2 separate regions of the Sus scrofa genome follow, and region 1 is linked to region 2. A link is a contact called in public Hi-C data. All regions are on one chromosome and are shown on one strand. The core of a region is the stretch at or near the end of the contact, and the rest is flanking DNA. Distances in the headings are between cores, read along the strand shown. Region 1 overlaps SMAD6 (mothers against decapentaplegic homolog 6). Region 2 holds the start of SMAD6 (mothers against decapentaplegic homolog 6).

Evidence for each region. Hi-C and Micro-C count contacts between places; a contact is called where the count stands out from the background.
Region 1: a contact with region 2 is called in a Hi-C map of retroperitoneal adipose tissue, with 1.8 times the contacts expected there. The contact joins the enhancer-like site here to the promoter of SMAD6 in region 2. A contact is called at or near these places in 3 of 5 promoter capture datasets (fetal skeletal muscle and liver), 13 of 47 Hi-C or Micro-C datasets (alveolar macrophages, brain, embryonic fibroblasts and 7 more) and 2 of 2 datasets of contacts at active chromatin or transcription factors (alveolar macrophages and skeletal muscle).

Annotation. Positions count from the first base shown.
Region 1 is chr1:164,727,841-164,734,057 of Sscrofa11.1, reverse strand. The region is part of intron 3 of SMAD6 (mothers against decapentaplegic homolog 6); the gene reads right to left. Among named protein-coding and RNA genes, the nearest start is that of SMAD6, 78 kb to the right of the region's middle. Within about 2 kb of position 2,562, at least 13 of the 83 cell types and tissues checked have an H3K27ac peak or open chromatin away from gene starts, as enhancers often do. A contact at or near this core is called in alveolar macrophages, omental adipose tissue and retroperitoneal adipose tissue, where this site is marked.
Region 2 is chr1:164,648,994-164,654,979 of Sscrofa11.1, reverse strand. It overlaps SMAD6 (mothers against decapentaplegic homolog 6), which reads right to left and starts at 2,378. Exons shown (of 4, transcript XM_003480446.4): 1 at 1-2,378.

The sequences.
Region 1 (6,217 bases), core at 1,313-3,812, 79 kb before region 2:
CACACCGGAACACCTAATTCCTGCCAGGCTGTCCTCAAATTTGATCCACACACAGGCTACAAAGCTACAGAGAGCACAGCACCTACTGTGTGCCAGGTGCTGTGGGTACACAACCACAACCTATATCCGGCCTCCGCCCATGGAGTTTGACAAGCCAGCAGGAGACAGCCCAGCGCCCACACACCCAAAGGAGGGACTATGTGCAGCGGGCACCTACATCCTTCTAGGTGCTGTGCTCTGTGTGGCTCACTCTACACGTGACTCACTGGGTCCTCCCATCATTTTACAGATGAGGATCCATGACTTTGTAGCCACCGGCAGCCTGCCCAAGGCCACCCAGCCAGTGAGTGGCACCTCCGGGATTTGAACCTGGTCTAAGCATCAACCTGAACAGCAAAGTTAAGCTATCAGGAGGCATAAATCACCCCTCCAAGGAGACTCAGGCATAGGAAGGTGGGGTGGGTGGGGGACAGAGCCCCCCAGGAGCCCTTCCAGCCTGGAGCTTTATGCCGAGTCTCCCAGCAACCCCCACGCCTCACCCCTCGAGTTGGCTCTCTTGGCAGGAAGTACAGGTTTTCACCAGAACTGCAGCCGCTTCTGAGACAGAGAAGCTGAGGATCTCAAAGTGCTAACGGAAATCGCTCCTCAAGGCCTCCAGTTTGCCAGCTCTCTCGGGTGTGTGCTGCTGCTCCTCCTCCAGCCTCAGTTTCCCCACAGACAGCAAAGGGGTGGCCAGGAATGATGACTTCAATCCCTTTTCACTCCAGCTTGGAGCATCTCTGCTTGTCTGGTTGAATTTAGCAATGCTCTGAGCCCAGACCTAAGACCACATGGAGGCTGGAGCCTGTCCCTCACTGCTCTCGTGTGTGGCCAGCTTCTCAGATTCTGAAGTGTTTTGACGCCCGGTCTCTCCTTTGAGCTCCTGGCTCTGAGAAGCAGGTGGGCACCCATGACTGCCCAGTGAGCTGATGTGTTCCCACACGGGCCCCTGGCTGGGCTTTCTGCAGAGGGAGAAAGCCTGCTGGGGGCCTGATGGGGACATGGCGAGGCCCTTTCTGGGTCAGCGCCTTCAAAAGAAACTGATCAAAGTCCAGTCAAAGCCAAGGGAGAAAGCACTGCTGACAGTTTCGTTCAGGAGCCTGGATGAGGTCGGCTCTGCCTGCCTTCAGCCCAGCCCTGCCTAGAAGCCCAGAGCAGCAGGGTGACAGGGCCCCTGACACCCTCTTATGTACTGGGAGGTCCGCCTGAGGGGCCTCCTGTAGGCTGCCCGCTCTGCTGTGGCCTCGGGCTGGGTATAGCCCCAAAGGGTGTCTGCCTTGTCCTCTGCCTGGCTTTAAGGTCCCAGTCACAGGTCCTCAGGCCAGCCTCTGGGGATGTATCATTTTGTCTCACAGCCCCCACCCAGGAGGCTCATGGTTCTAGTTAATGGTCAGGGTGGGGGAGAGGCCCTGCTCCCTGCCCTCAGCTGACTTACCCCTCAGCCAGCGGGCAGAGAGACAGCTCTAGCCTGTGGTGGGTGATGTGGCTGTGGGCACTAGGCCAGTCCCAGCAGGTGGGCAGCCAGGAACACCCCAGCCACTGCCCCTTTCTCCGTCCATCCATCTGGCACTGGTCTAAGTGTTCCCAAGAGCCGGGAAAGCAGCACCATCCCGGCCTGGCTGTGAAACTCCAGCACCAACCTTCTCACCCAGCAACAAGAATTCCATTAGGCACCGAGAGGTGGGGAAGCAAAGAAGCTGTGCCCGGAGAATGCTGGGTGAGAAGACAGGCAACAGGCAGCCCTGAGTGCCTTCCACGAGCCTGGTGCCGTCTTCACCACAGCCTTGGTGAACTTCTGTCATCACTTCAGTTCACAGGTGTGGAAACTGAGGCCCAGGGAGGGGCCGTAACTGATAAAGGACACACACTAGTGAGTGCTGGAGCCAGCATCAATGCCAGGCCATGCTTGGAGCCCTTCTCCATACTCTGGCAAGGCTCCCCCCAGAACCCATGCACCAAGTGAGTCCCTCCTGCTTCCTGAAGCCTGTTTCCCTACCTGTAACCATGAGGCTCTCGTGGTCTGTGAGTCCTAGATGTGCTAAGCTACAAGCCGGCGAGTCACCTCCTGCCACACAAACGAAAGGCCTCCCCTCCCTCAAGACCCACCCAGTCTCATGAGGCGAGGGATTACTGCTGTTCCCCTCTGCAGATGAGACCCAGAGAGGTCACCCTAGTCATAAAGTGGCCGCTCTGTCCCAGGGTGTGGCCACTCTGCTGTCAAAGGCAAAGAAGCAGTTTCACAGTCAGAGTGTGCGAGAGGGTGTGCAGCGCTAATGGGACTGAGGGGGTGGGGAACTTCCTACCTCCCAGCTCCTAAAAGGCTTTCAATTCGAGGCCAAGCGGGTCTTCCTGTCCCCCTCCCCTCGATATTTCCCAGCCCAGCCACGCCCAATGCGCCTTCATCATCCTTCCCCACCGCATCAAGACCTGTGTCCCTGACCTTCCCGGTCTGGCTCAGGGGCCAGGCGTCACCTCCTGCGGCCTACTGGGTTGAGTGGACTGGGTAACACCTCACTGGGCCTGGGCTCCCGGCCAAGCCTTCCAAATTCCAGGAGATGGACTGCCACCTCTGAGGAGCCCTCTCTGACCTCTCCCTCTTGTGCGCCTAGGGCCTGACATGCAGCCCCTCCCTTGGCCTGAGCAGGTGTCTGCGCTGTTGGTCAGTGCCCACCGCTGACCTCGACTCTCAAGCAGGAAGAGGTGGGTTTCGGTTCTTTCTGCGTCTGTCCCGAGTCTACATGTATCCCCAGGGTGCTCTTGGAACACCCTGCAAGGGAAGGAGGAAGGAAATAAAATATATCCCAAGTGTCGGCACACTGCCCTCACCCCTACCCTGCCTTGGAATCCTGCCCAGCACGTGCGGCTGATAGCTGCAGGCCCAAGGGCGAGCTGGGCAAAGACTAGGGTCTCAGGTCTGATCCCGAGAGAAGAGGCCAGTAGGTGAGCCTGTCACCATGCTTGGGCCTCCCCATCCTCAGGAAGGTCTTGGGGTCTCCAGGCTCAAGATGGCATCATCTTGTCCAGGGGGCCCCAATGCTTTGGGCTTTCACAAGCCAATACACTGTTGAAGAGAGGACTTGAGAATGTCACAGGGTTACCATGATCTTATTTTGTCACATGCAGACTTATTAAAAACCCCAACACCATCTACGATCTCTAGCACAAAAGAATGTGTCATTTGATACTCACAAAATAGGTAGGACTTAAATCAGAAAATCTCAAGTTAATACATTTAGGTTATATGAAATTTTCTTCTTTCACCATGGGCCAATGAAAACTTAGTCCTGAGACTGGCCAACTGTGCCCTCAAGATGGCACCCTGGGGGGACTAGGGGACTTGCCCAAGAACACACAGCAGTGGGTGGCAGAACTGAGACCAGAACTGGAGACCCTGGCATTCTAATCGTATGCTTGTCACATGATCCAAAAGGTTTCCGAGTGAGACAGACCTAAGCTCTCACCACTGACTGGACGTGTGGCCATGAACCAGCCACTGACTGTCCCCAAATCTCAGTCTCCACATTGGTGAAATGGACTTATGCAAAATTGTGTCTCACTTATACAGCCCATCTTTGGATTTTCTGGCAACTCCAGCAGCAGATCAACTGGGAGCAGAAAGAAGCAGCTGTCGGTTTATCCATCCCAGCCTTGGCCTAACCCTTCCAAGGCTAGGGCTCCTTAGGGGTGTTGGGGGTCATGACCCAGGGTCACTACCATGGCAGGTTACCACAGGACAGTAGATGGCAATGCCCTTTGCAAACTGTGAAGCACTTGGCAAGTGTTAAGATTTAGCTCCCAGCCCAGTACCTGAGGTGTAGAGAGGGGCGCTCAGTAAGCAAAGGAAAGAAGGATGAAACAACGAAAAACTGAAGGTGGGAGACAGAGATGAGTGCTCCTGGGGCTCTATTTACACACACACACACACACACACACACACACACACACACGTATTCAGGTACCATGCCGAGTGTTCAACACAAGATGACACGTTCTTTGCAAGAAGGCAGGCACCCCCAAACCCAGGATCCCTCTCCACATCCCAGATACAGAGCCCCACCCCACCCACCACACCCCTTGTCTGCAGCCTGGGGTGCCATGCAGGTTGGGAGGGGACCGTCTCTTGCAGGAGATCTTTTTCTTCTCGTGGCTCCAAGGCTGTGGTCCTGCCATCAGTCTAATTAGGAACCAGCTCCTTAATTGCAAATAAATACCGGGGAGTCAGACCCGAGTGAACAACATCAAAGATGACCGTGCTCTGACCGAAACTCCTGCTCGCTACCCCCTGCTCAGGGCCTGGCCTAGTTCCCAGCCAGACTCTGGGTCCCGGCTGGGAGGGTTCTGGGGGGAGCAGGGGAGGAGAGGTGCGGTCTGGCATGATGTCTGGGGTAGATGTGGCAGGGCAGCACCAGGCCGGGAGTCAGGAGTCCTGCAGCCAGGTGTCCTGCCTCCTGGCCCTGATCAGGCAGGCTGGCTCCTTCTCCCAGCCTTGGTCTTTCCATCTCAACAATGAACTCTACATTTCTGTGACGTCCTGAATGTTCACAGCAGATCTACTGGTAATCACCCACACTTGGAAAGCAGCTCAGATGTCCATAAATAGGAGGAGGGATGTTATGGATCGAATATTTGTGTTTCTCTGCCCCAGATTCATGTTGCAAATCCTAATTCTGATATGACAGTATCAGAAGGTAGGGTCTTGGAGTTCCCTGGTGGCCAAGTGGTTAAGGATCTGGTATTGTCACTGGGGCAGCTTGGATCACTGCTGTGCAGGTTCGATCCCTGGCCCAGGTACTTTCACATGTTATGGGCCTGGCCCCCCCCAAAAAAAGTTAGTACTTTGGGAGGTAATTAAGTCATGAGGGTAGAACCTTCATAGATGGAATGAGTGCCCTTTAAGAGACCCCAGAGAGGAGTTCCTATCATGGCTCAGTGGTTAACGAATCCAACTAGGAACCATGAGGTTGGAGGTTCGATCCCTGGCCTGGCTCAGTGGATTGGGGCCCCGGCGTTGCTGTGAGCTGTGGTGTAGGTCACAGACATGGCTTGGATCCTGTATTGCTGTGGCGTAGGCCATCGGCTATAGCTCCGACTTGACCCCTAGCCTGGGAACCTCCATATGCCGCAGGAGTGGCCCAAGAAATGGCAAAAAGACAAAAAAAAAAAAAAAAAAAAAAAAAGTTAGAGAGAGAGAGAGCTCCCTCACCCATGCTGCTATGTGACGGGATGGCAAGAATACAGCTATCTAGGAACCAGGAAATGGCTCTCATCAGACACCAAATCGACTGACACCTGGACTTCTTAGTCTCCAGAACTGTGAGAAATAAACAGTATTATTTAAGCCACCCAAATTATGACATCGCTGTTTTAGCAGCTCAAACCAACTAAAATAATGGATAAGCAAAAGGAAGGCACGTCCTTACAGTGGAACACGACTCACCAATAAAAAGGAACAAACTACTGACACACATCACATCTCAGATGCATCAGGCTGAGTGTGAGAAGCCAGACACAGAAGCACATGTGCTCTTTCCACTGATATGAAATTCTTCTTCTTTTTTTTTTTAGAGCCACACCTGCGGCATATGGAGGTTCCTAGGCTAGGGGCTGAATCAGAGCTGTAGCTGCTGGCCTACAGACACAGCCACTCAGAATCCAAGCTGCATCTTTGACCTACACCATGGCTCACTGCAACACTGGATCCTTAACCCCCTGAGCAAGGTCAGAGATCGAACCTGTGTCCTCACAGATGCTAGTCAGATTCGTTAACTGCTGAGCCACAGGGGGAACTCCTGACATGAAATTCTTGAGTAGACAAAACTAACTGACGGTGACGTTAACCTCCAAGGAGTGGGGATGAGGGAAGTTTCTGAAGTGCTGGAAACGTGTGATAGCTTGACTGGTACAATGGGGTCGCAGGTGTCCACCTTGTCAAAAATCACCACGGAGGCGCTAAAGAGCTGTGCATTTCATTGCAGGTATGATGCCTTGAAAGAATTACAGTGAAGAAACTGGAAATGTGCTGCTAGGCCAGCCCTCTGTGGCAGAGCTGGAATGGTCCCGGCAGGGTTCTGAGGTGGCCCAGGGGACAGCCCCTGTGTTTCCAGGCCCGGCCTCCCGGTGGTGCCCGCATTCCTGCCACCAGAGGGTGGTGGATGCCTGTGATGGGCAGGAGGAGACT
Region 2 (5,986 bases), core at 1,129-3,628:
GGCCGGGCCACGGGGCGGGCACCGCCCTCTCCCTGGCGCAAGTCGGCCCCGCCCCGGGCCTGGCGCCCCGCCCCTTTCCGGGCAAGAGCCCGGCCCTGCTCTGAATGAAAGAAATTCCGCTACTCTCATTGGCCCGGGGCTGGGCGCCATTCCCCAGCGAGGGCAGAGGGGGCGCCTGCGCGCGCGCCTCCCTCGGGGGTTCCCACGTGTGGGGCTGGCCTTGTGAGCGTGCGGTGGTGTGAGTCCCCGAGTGGGCCCGAGTTGTGTGTGCCCTGGGGGAAGGGCGGTGTTTGTAGGAAGGACTCAGAACCTTTTGCCGAACTTCACCTGGAGCCAGGCACTGTTCGCTCCGCACCCTCTGGGAGAGGCGGTTACTCTGGAGAACTGAGGGCAGGACTTAGAATCTTCCCCACCCTCATCCCCTTCTACTTCGGCCTAATGAAAACAGCTGTCTTGACCTCAGTTTCTTGTTTGATAAATGGGGTTGTTGATGCCTGCCCTGCTTTCTTCACAGAACCATGAAGATTCTACAAGACAGTGCATTTTAAGTTCACAAATCGCAAGTAAACAGGGTGAATTTTCACAAGTGAACAAAACACCTGTGTAAGCAACACCTAAAGGACAACTAAAGAATAAAGGATCTTGTACCCCCTTTTCGATCACTTCTTGCCCCTGGGGAAATTAATGTAAGGAGAAACTCAATGTAATGTAGTTTTTTAATAGCTTGTTTTAATTAGGGTATCTGCTGGTTTGACCATGGATTGCAATAACTTGTGTTTACTATGGGCAAGGCCATGTTTCAAGCATTACAAAGATTTTAGTCATTCTCACAACAACACTGATACTCTTATTTCCATTTTATAAATGAGGAAACTGAGGAATAGGAACTTGCTCACTTAATTTGCCATTGAAAAGAAGATAGTCTTGAAAGTACTGAAATGCTAAAACCAGAGAGGTATAAACCATTGTGCACCCTCCCCCAACAGCTAGAAAGTGGGGTGGGTCTGTGTTGCCAGAGCACACCCTTCAGGACAGTGTTTTTCAAAATGTCCACTGGACGTGCTGAATCTGTTGTGGAGTGAGGCCCCAAACTCCATACAACACTTTGGGAGGTAGGCATGGTTGTTAAGCACTAATTTACAGTTAAGGACACTGAGGCACAAAGACCTTAAGTAACTTGCACAAGCCTGTAGTTAGTGGTAGAGGCTGGATTTAAACCCAGCCACTTTGGCTGGGGGGAGGCATAAATGGGTGTGAAGCAAAGGTAAAGGGAGACCAGCAGGCAGATGGGCTACCCTTCAAGTCTTCCTCAAATGCTCAGCCCCTAACCCTGGAGGCAAATCTGTGAGCTGTGGCTCTTTCCCCCTTACCCCCATACCTCCCTGAGGTACCAGCTCACCCCTTTCTGCAGGATTCCTTCAGGGATGCCAGGTCTGTGCTTGGAGCCTCAGGCCAAGGAGCAACTAAAGTAGTAACCTTCCAAGGGAGGGCTACCTTCTCCCTGGGTGGTAATTCAGACAGAGTTTGCCTTCTGCTCCTGCTCAACCCAGAGATGTGCCAGTGGGGTGGGGCGCCTTTAGGTCCCAGCTGGATGATGCCTGGTAGGCCTGAGTCCAGTACTGACCCTACTTAACTTCCCTCAGCTCTATTAGCCTCAGGGCTCTCATTTGTAAACTGGGAATAGGAATCATGCTATAGGTGGTTACCAAAATTAAACAACATGAGGTCCCAGAGTCATCCCTCATTCTAGAAAGACTGTGTCACGGTGGAGATAGGATCAGAAAGGGATACTAAAAGGATGGTGGCAGTCCCACTGTCCTTGGATTTCTAGGGCCCATCCAGCCTACTGCCTGACTTGTGACCACTAGAGGGTGTGTGTCGCAGTGCCCAGAGGGCATGCTTCGGAGCCTCAGCCTACAGGCATCCTCCTAGATCACCCTTCTGGAGAACAAGCTCCAATTCCCTGGGGTGCAGGAGAGGAGATAAGTGAGGTCCCAGTTGCTGCTCCACAGGTCTCTGCAGCCAGGTTACTCACAAAATAATGAAGAGGTAACCCCTCAGATTCAAATCTGCCCCCTCCCCATCATTCTAGTATTCCCCTCAGAGAACCCTGTGTTTTCTCACAATTCGTAAACCTTGCAATCCTCTGCCTCTGGAATGTAAGCCCCCTGTGGCTAAATAAGCTGAAATGCCAGGCACAGGCCACTCACAGCCCCATTGAGCGAAACAGGACACTTGATGCCACTCTGCACTATCAGAGAAGCTAATGTACACAAGAGAGGGCCTGTCCCATTTCGTCTCCCTAGTCCCTAGCATAACTCCTATCACATAAGGGCACTTAATGTTTGTGATATGCTGGAATTAAAATTGTTTTCTTTGCCAAGTTCCATGCTGTTCATCATCCTGTACCAAACACCTATATGCACTATCTCATCAAATCCTCCCAACAACATGAAGAAGTTCTTATTCTTATAGGATCCATTTTTAAAAAAGAAGGAAACAGAGAGATTAAATAACAAGTGGCAGATATGGGACTTGAACCCAGGGCTGCTTGAGTGTCCATTTTCTTAATATCTGGTCCCAGAAAAACACGATCTTTTGCTTTGGGATGTTTCCACATTAGCTGGGAAGACACAAGGCATGAAATGGCAGAAATCATTCAAGACAGAGCTTGCTTCTCAACGGTTGGAAGAGGCAGGCTCTAGGAGTCACTGCATATGAATGGAGGTATCATAGAGGGTGTCTGGGCCACCTCTTGCTATGTAGAGATGGAAGGGCAGGGAGACTGATTCAACCCAGCCCACTTCACAGAAAACTAATGGATAAAACAATGCTTCACTTATTAACTCTCAGGAGAACACTATAGGCCCAACTGGCTATGTGATGTCTGCATCTCTAGAAGGTCAATCTACTTGGCCAACATGGTCCAGAATGGGGGAGCTGTTGCCCCCTTTGGTGGTAGACAACACTTCTGAGACTTTGATGAGTACCCTGGACCTTCTTTCTTGAAAAATGCACATGTGGGAGTTCCCGTCGTGGCGCAGTGGTTAACGAATCCGACTAGGAACCATGAGGTTGCGGGTTCGGTCCCTGCCCTTGCTCAGTGGGTTAACGATCCGGCGTTGCCGTGAGCTGTGGTGTAGGTTGCAGACGTGGCTCGGATCCTGCGTTGCTGTGGCTCTGGTGTAGGCCGGGGGCTACAGCTCCGATTCGACCCCTAACCTGGGAACCTCCATATGCCGTGGGAGCGGCCCAAGAAATAGCAAAAAAAAAAAAAAAAAAAATGCACATGTGCTTGAATGAAACTTCGTATTCATTTATTGGACACCAACTCATCAAACTCCTATTGGGTCCCAGGCCATGTTCCAGGTGCTAGGGATCCTGCAGTGAGCAAAACAAAAATCCCTGAGCTCAAGGAACCTAGTGGAAGGACAGACAGACCATAAACAAAATAATCAGGTATCCAGCATCTTGGAAGATAAAGTTGCCAAGATCAAAAATAAAACAGAGAAGAGGAGACAGGAATGCTAGGAGAGGGTGAGTGTGGTTCAGAGAAAGTGGTCATGGAATGCTGTTCTGGGAAGGTGACATTTGAGCAAGATCTTGATGATGAAGGGAACCTCTCTGACACTGGGGGAAGAATGTTCCAGGCTCAGAGAACATCAAGTACAAGGGTCCTGAGCATGTTCCAAGACCATCAAAGAGGTGATAAGATGAGAGAAAAACTGGGGTGGGGGTGGGGGTGGGGGGGTCACACAGGCCATAGATGTGTCTTTGGCTTGTCCTCTGAGCTGGGAGACCCTGGAAGCCAGGAGAGGGAGAGACAGATCTGCCTTCTATTTTAACTGGCTCCCTCTAGCGGCCATGTGGAGACTATACTGCAGGGGCAGGGCTGGGAGTAGGGAACTGGTGGGAGACGCAGTGGCTCAGGAGAGGCCATGCAGGCTTGGAGAGAAGAGATCAGGTTCTGGACATATTTGAAGACAGAACCAGCATAACTTGCTGTTACATATTTGAGAGCTTGAGAGAACATCTGAAAAGTGTACACAAGTTATCGACGCTTATTAATTTAAAAAATCAGTTGGCCTTGTAAGCAGTAATAGCCCTGGAGTCACAAATGTGCTAGTTATAGTTATCATTTTAAAATAAATACACAGGGAATTCCCACCGTGGCACAGTGGAAACGAATCCGACTAGGAACCATGAGGTTGTGGGTTTGATCCCTGGCCTCGCTCAGTGGTTTAAGGATTCATCGTTGCAGTGAGCTGTGGTGTAGGTGGCAGATGCGGCTTGGATCTGGCATTGCTGTGGCTTTGGTGTACGCCGGAGGCTACAACTCCGATTCAACCCCTAGCCTGGGAACTTCCATATGCTGCAGGTGTGGCCCTAAAAGGACAAAAGACATGAATAAATAAATAAAATACACAGAATAGGAAATTTATCTGTGCATCATCTCTTATCATTCTAATATCCGCTTGGATACATACAATGTTGGGGATACTGGTTTAACCAGTTCCTAACATCACCTACTTTTAGGTTTTTTTTTGTTTGCCTGTTTGCTTCTTACTACTTTCTCTCAGAAAGGATGGTTTTTCTGGTCCTGTCTGTACTTATGGGACCTATTACCATAGCCCCTGCAATCAAATGCTGGCTCTACTATTGCCACCCCAGGCAGCCTGTATTTTGCACAGAGTAATGCTTCTTAACTGTTACTCTGTTGAACCAAATCGACTTGGGTTCAGCTGCCTCTTAGCTGTGTGACCTTGGGCAATTTCCTTTACCTCCTGCAACAACCCTCAGTAGGTTGTTATTGTTACTCCGAAATTATTGATTATAGATAGGGAGCCTGAGACTTAACTGGCAATAATGACACTGGGAAGTTGTTCTGAAGATCCAAATGCTTTAGCCCAGTGTCAGGTACCCAATAAGTATTCTGTAAATGGGAGCTATTATTAGTGAAATGAGCATGGAGTCAATTGTTACCAGGTTAAACCACTAAACTAGCAACAAACTAACCTCTGGGAGACTCAGTTTCCTCATCTATGAAATGGACCTGCTTGACCGCAGTAGGAATTAAAAAAAGAAGGTCCTGGCACACAGGACTCAGCAGCTCAGGTAGCCAAGTACTCTTGGTCCCACCCCTTGGACTGCACTTAAAGCTGTACTATCTTTTTTTTTTGGCCCCAGGCTAGGGATCCAATCAGAGCTGTAGCTGCCAGCCTACACCACAGGCCATAACAACACAGGATCTGAGCCGAGTCTGCGACCTACACCACAGCTCACGGAAACGCCGGATCCTTAACCCACTGAGTGAGGCCAGGGATCCAACCTGCATCCTCATGGATGCTAGTCAGATTTGTTAACCACTGAGCCATGATGGAAACTCCCGACCCTGTACTATCTAAGTAGCCTAAATAGAGATTTCCCATTGTGGCTCAGCAGTTATGAACCTGACTAGTATCCAGGAGGATGTAGTTTCAATCGCTGACCTTGCTCAGTGGGTTGGGGATCTGGCGTTGCTGTGAGCTATGGTGTAAGTTGCAGACACAGCTGGATCCCAAGCTGCTGTGTCTGTGGTGTAGGCCGGCAGCTGCAGCTCTGACCTGACCCCTCCAGCTTGGGAACCTCCATATGCCACAGGTGTGGCTCTAAAAAGCAAAGAGCACTCATTCCATCGATCAATCAATTAATCACCTAAATAGCTCAGAGCAGAATAGGGCAGGATAGGGGGGCCAGAAAAGGAAAGGAAGGTGATTTGCCCAAGAGCTTAGGGCCACGTGGAGAGAGGCAGAAGTGAAGCCTGGGTATTTTTTTTTTTTTTTTTTTTTTTTTTGGTCTTTTTAGGGCTGCACCCTCGGCATATGGAGGTTCCCTGGCTAGGAGTCAAATTGAAGCTGTAGCCGCAGGCCTACACCATAGCCACACCAATGCAGGATCCAAGCCTCATCTGCAACCTACACCACAGCTCATGGCAACTTTGAATCCT